Regions from separate parts of the Sus scrofa genome. Here region 1 is linked to region 2. A link is a contact called in public HiChIP or PLAC-seq data. All regions are on one chromosome and are shown on one strand. The core of a region is the stretch at or near the end of the contact, and the rest is flanking DNA. Distances in the headings are between cores, read along the strand shown.

Region 1 (3,010 bases), core at 113-2,612, 180 kb after region 2:
ATTTGGATCAATAATTCAGTTTTTGAAAGGATACTTTAGCGCAAGGTACAGAAAAATAAAAAGGGTCATAAACGATCACTTTATAAGTTTATGATTAGTTATGTAGATGTTCTATTTCTATGTACAATAGACACTTTTAATTTATAGTTTGCATTTGCCAAGCCAGCTTCTCCCCAACCTCAAATTTTAAATTAATAACTTGAAAAAGGCAGCAGGAATTAAACTGAAGGAATTCAAATGACTATGTTATTGTAGTTCTCATTTCAGCCATTTCAGAAAACTATGGTTTTAGTCAGAATAGGCTCTGGAAATCAAACTGTGTCTTTGCCCAAAGAAGAAACAGGATTCAAAGTTTACACTTCTGGCTATTGGGAGGAAGGGAAGGCAAATAACGTAGCAGGGAAAATCAGCTTATTATTTTTACCTTATACTGAAACTGTTGTGAAGATTGAAAAAACCATAATCAGAAAGTGCCTAGTGTGTCCGGCCTAGAGCAAAAAATGATAGTTTACGCCAATCCTTTTGAAATGGTTGATAGGTCTTTCTCCCAATTCAAAGTCCCCTAGTGAGTGGAGAGGAGACGAGCCCAGAGCCCAAGTGTTAATCCCGGTGAGAATAAGAAACCCAGACTCCCGCCTTTGAACTCTCCTTCCTAAGCGCACATTGCCGATTTTCTCATTCGAGCCCCATTTCCCTTTTACCGTTCTCAATGTGTTACTCGAGGTGGCTTACAAGAACTTCGACTTTTGTCGCTTCATCACAACACACGGAACGTTAAGAAACCGCGTTGGGATTTTATCGGTTTATTATGACTTTCAGCATTTTCTTCCTCAAAATGTCATCGTCCTTTTTGTCTAACAGCTTTATAAACCCTTTCTGGATCATTAAAAAAAGGACGCTGTGATAACGAAACTACCCTCGGAATTGGATTAGAACGAAGTTGCACTCCATTTTTCTCCATAGACGCGCATTAAAACGAAAGAACGCTGAACGTGCGCCCGGCGGAGTCCCTCTGGGCCGGTCTACGCGCCCCGCCGGGGGCGGGGGGAGGGGGGAGGGGGAGGCGGGGGGGGGGAGGGGAGGGGAGGCGCCCAGGGGAGCCCAGGTCCGGCCGCGCGTGGCGCCGGACCTGCCCTGCGCTCCCCTGCACGTCCAGGGAGGCCGAGCGCCTTCGCAGCGGGGACGCGGCCCTCCTCATCCTCGCTCTCCCTCCGCGGAGTTCCCCGACCCCGATCCCGGATTATCCTATCCGCAGCTTGGCGCTCTCCGGAGCCGGAGCCGGAGCTGCCGCGCCGCCCGACCGCCGCGTCAGAGGAGGAGGGAGCGGGGGCGGGGGAGGGGCGGTGAGGTCAGCGGCGCGGCGCGTCCGCGGGCGGCGCATGCGCGGAGCGAGCCCCGTGAGTGGCAGCGGTGGCGCGCGGGGGGCGGTGGGGCCAGCGGAGTGGGGGAGGGGGCGGGGGCGTCGCGGCGGCCGTGTGTGGGCGAGACGGCGGCGAGTTTGAGAGGTCTGTGGTGCGGGGCGCCCGGGGGAGACCCGGCGCGGCCCTCGCGCGACGGCCACGGTCGTGTGTGTGTCTGTGTGTGGTACACGCACACCCGCAAAACTTCCTCCTCCCCTGCCCAGGAGGGCGGGCGCGGGCGCTGAGGGGCCGGCGCTCGCGCAGCCCGGAACCCACAACAACTGGAGCAGCTGTCAAAACTTCGCCGCCGCCGCCCGGCCAGACGCGGCTCGCGCGGGGGAGGGGCAGCCGGCGGGGGGCGCGACCCCCGCCCGCCCGCCAGCCAGCCCCGCGGGCCCGCCGCTCCCCGCGCCGCGGCCCCTCTCTCCTCCCCGCGGCGGGCGGCCTGGGGGAGGGGCGCGGGCGGAGACCCCGGGGCCGGCACCCCCCCCCCGTGCCCCGCAGTAGCCCCGCCCCGCCCCGCCCGGCGCCGCCCGCCCCGCGCCCGCGCCCGCACCCGCGCCCGCACCCGCACCGCCCGGCGCCCGCCCGCCCCGCCCGCACCTCCCCGCCCCGGCCCGGCCCGGCCCGGCCCCTCCCTCCCGCCCGCCCCGCCCGCCGCCCCCCGCCCGGCCCCTGCGCGCCGAGGTGCGCGCGCCCGCGCGTATGTGTGTGAGTGCGTGTCCTGCTCGCTCCATGTTGCCGCCTCTCCCGGTACCTGCTGCTGCTGCTCCCGGGGCTGCGGGAAATGCGAGAGGCTGAGCCGGGGAGGAGGAACCCGAGCAGCAGCGGCGGCGGCGGCCGCGGCGGCGGCGGCGGCGGCGGCGGGAGGAGCCCCCCAGGAGGAGGACCGGGATCCATGTGTCTTTCCTGGTGACTAGGATGTCGTCGGAGGAGGACAAGAGCGCGGAGCAGCCGCAGCCGCCGCCACCACCCCCCGAGGAGCCCGGAGCCCCGGCCCCGAGCCCCGCAGCCGCAGACAAAAGACCTCGGGGCCGGCCTCGCAAAGATGGCGCTTCCCCTTTCCAGAGAGCCAGAAAGAAGTAAGTTGAGTGTGAGGGAGCCAGGCCGGGAGCCAGCCGCGGCGCCGGCCCGGAGCTGTCACCGGCGCGCCCGGCCCCGCCGCCCCCGCGCGCCCCCGGCCGCCCCCGCGGGGTGGGGGTGGGGCCCGCGCCAGCCGCGCGGCTCCGGCCCGGGGCGCCCGCCCGCCCCGCGCCCCGCGCCCCGCGCCCGGCCTCCCGCGGCCGCCCCGCACCTCCTTCCGCCCGGCCGGGCTCCGACGGCTCGCGCCGCCGTCACACTTTACTTTTTAGTTTGGCCCTCGCGCCGTGTTTTCTCGGAGCTTCTGGTTTTGGCGACGTTTCTGGCAGATTCCTCTTGGGCTCGCCGGGTCGTTGGCACGGCAAGCCCGGAGCTCACCTAGGCGGCCCGGGCCGGCGCGCTCCGGGACGCTCGCCGAGCTGTCAAATGCCTGGGCCAGGTGGTCTCCCGGCCCGGGCCGCTGGGCGGGAGGAAACGCACGGAGCTAGGGCTGGTTTTCTTTGTCAGCCAGCCGCTCCTTCAACTTTTCT
Region 2 (2,852 bases), core at 43-2,542:
ATATAGAAAGCCCTCAGGAAAGGGCCTGACGCATAGCGAGCCCTGTAAGAGTTAAGTATCATTACTAACATTACAACCATCTCTTTTTTTTTTTTCTTTTTCGGCTGTAGCCATGACATAAGGAAGTTTCCTGGGCAGGGATGGAATCCCAGCCACCCCTTCCCCAATGCTGGGTCCTTAACCTGCTGCATCACAGTGGGAACTCCTAATCATCTCTTAATTACACAGCTGCAAGCATACAGCTAAGAAAAAGAGAACTGAGAGTGCCAATCTCAAAATGCTGCCCAACTAAATAACACTTACAGATGTTGGAAAGTGTTTTTTTGTTTGTTTGTTTTTTGTTTTGTCTTTTTAGGGCCACACCCGTGGCATATGGAGGTTCCCATGCTAGGGGTCCAATCAGAGCTGTAGCCGCCAGCCAGTGCCACAGCCACGCGGGATCTGAGCCAAGTCTGCAACCTACACCACAGCTCACGGCAACGCCAGATCTTTAACTCAGTGAGCGGGGCCAAGGATGGAACCTGCGTCCTCATGGATGCCAGTCAGGTTCGTTAACTCCTGGAAAATGGGTTTTTAACATACACATTTCAGTAAATGACTTAATAGACTATAAACTCCAATCAGGTACGTCTCTTACTCTTCTGTTTCCAGAACTTGGCACAAGGTCTGGCATATAGCAAATACTCAATATAGGACTACCTTCCTAACATTGTATCTATCTTAATGGGCAGGCATTTGATACCAAATAGTAGCAGAATTCTTCGGCCTCCAAAAAGAACTCAATAGCACTTCCTGCTGTGGTGCAACGGGATTGGGGGCGTCTCTGCAGCCACAGGACTCAGGTTCGAACCCCGACTTGGTGCAGTGAGTTAAAGGATCAGGCGTTGGCACAACTGCTACTCAAATTTGATCCCTGGGAGCTCTATATGCCACGGGGTGGCCAAAAAAAAAAAAAAAAAAAAGGCAAGAAGAACTTGATAAATCTTCTGGCTCCCTGTATTTTTAAAAGTTCATTTAAATTTCGTGTACTCTTTTTTTTTTTTTCCAGAATTAACCATGAACAGAGCCAGCCAGGGGCTTTCAACCCAAGAGAGAACAGAAAGGCCTGCTTGCTCCGTAAATGTTCTGGCTGGTTTTACCTAATAAAAGCAAATTGAAGTTTATGAGAGAGAAGAAAATAAAATCACCAGCTGTCTCCCCGTCTCCTAGGAGACGGGGTCTGACGTCACCCGAGGCGGGGCGGGCACCAGCCCTAGTGCGCAAGCCCGCCGCCTCCGCGGCCGCGCCGGACGCAGTGCGCATGCTCGCGCCCGGGTCAGCGGTCCGCGCCTGTGACTGGCTGCGGCGCCCGCGCGGCGCGGCGAGGACGCTGCTGGCGGGAAGGTTGAGTGGCTGGTGCGCCGAGCCTCCGGGGCGATGTGTAGTGACTTCCACAGGGCCGAGTCTGGGACGGAGGTGAGAGCCGCCGGGATAGGAGCCAGGGAGACGCGGACAGGGCGGCGGGCGGGCGAGGGAGACCGGAGGGCGCGGGAGGCCGGGGCGCGCCGGGGGGGAGGCAGGCGTGCGGGGCCCGGACGCCGGCGCCCCGGAGCCCCGCCCCCCCAAACCCGTTCCCCCGGGTCTGCGGAGGCCTCAGTGCGAGCACAGGTGGCTGTGAGGTGCGAGCCCTCGTTAGCGTTGTGGTCCACACCTGTCCCACGTTGACCACCGACGTGGTGAGCGGTGCGCGAGAAGCCAGGAAAAGCGGGGGGGTCGCTCGTGGAGTTTTCTAGAACAGTGGTTGAGTAGGTGGCGCCACCCTCTCCCTCTATTTTGTCCGTCTTGCTTGTGGCACCCAGCCCTCGCTCTCGCAGTTTATATTAGCCGCCTAAGTACCCAGGGCCTCACAATCCGTTTGACGCCTGCAAGAATTGATTCGGGTTGAGCCGGCAAGTATCGAGCTCTCATTATGTGTCACCCGCTGGTCAAGGAAGATGAGTAAGAAACGGAAGAGCCTCCGCTGTTGCAGAGCTGGAAATGCGCGTGGTAAATCGTGCTGTGCGTTCGAGGGGTGCGCATCCTAGAAGACTAACTGGGAGGAGGAGGTGTCAGCTGAAGTTTTAGGGACTTGGACGTTGGCTTGGTCAGGAGGGGGTGGCATTTGGAGCAGGAAGTTGCACGTATGTGAGTCCTGCGTTGAGCAAGAGCGTGGCTGGTGGAGGAGAACGGCAAGTAGGTTTTTGTAGTTGGACCAGAGCTAACGAGGGGAAACAGTGTTGGGAAGTAAGTTGAGAAATAGGCAAAGGTGGGTCCTGGAGGATCTTTTATACAGACAGGGAGAGGAAGCAATACTCCGAAATACTCCGAGCAAGCTTTTTCTGTAAAGGACCAGATAGGCAACCTTTAGGCTTTGCGGGCCATTTGGTCTCTGTCCGACTGCTCAGCTCTGCAGTTCTCCTGTGAAGGCAGCCAGAGATGTGTAAACAGAAGAGCATGGCTGTGGTCCAGGAAACCTTTTATCTTTTTTAAACTTTAGGATTTGGCCTGCTGGCCAGAGTTGGCCAACCCTTGCTCTTTGAGAGTCCAGACACTGCAGGGTATAAGAACTGCTCCAGTTACAACCTTACTGAAATGATCATTTGAAACCCAGGTTAAACTCGGATGCTTTCTGCAATCATAGCAAGCCTAGGATCCAAAAAATGAGAGCCCAGAACAGTCAAATCATTGAACAGAGAATTTAGCATCATATTGTTTGCTTACCACAGCTGTTTGGAGATCCTAAGCAAGGTTGCCTCACTCATGTTACTTTGGAGTGTGTGTGTGTGAGGGGGGGGGACACACGGCGACCTGAGCTGGACAGTGGATGTCCCTTC

What was found. HiChIP or PLAC-seq counts read pairs in DNA pulled down with a chosen protein or histone mark.
Region 1: a contact with region 2 is called in an H3K27ac HiChIP or PLAC-seq map of alveolar macrophages. The contact joins the promoter of KMT2C here to the promoter of XRCC2 in region 2. A contact is called at or near these places in 1 of 47 Hi-C or Micro-C datasets (embryonic fibroblasts) and 1 of 2 datasets of contacts at active chromatin or transcription factors (alveolar macrophages).

Annotation. Positions count from the first base shown.
Region 1 is chr18:4,991,851-4,994,860 of Sscrofa11.1, forward strand. It overlaps KMT2C (histone-lysine N-methyltransferase 2C), which reads left to right and starts at 1,363. Exons shown (of 62, transcript XM_021079123.1): 1 at 1,363-1,397; 2 at 2,321-2,482. The coding sequence starts at 2,322.
Region 2 is chr18:4,807,136-4,809,987 of Sscrofa11.1, forward strand. It overlaps XRCC2 (DNA repair protein XRCC2), which reads left to right and starts at 1,293. Exons shown (of 3, transcript XM_003134536.6): 1 at 1,293-1,455. The coding sequence starts at 1,417.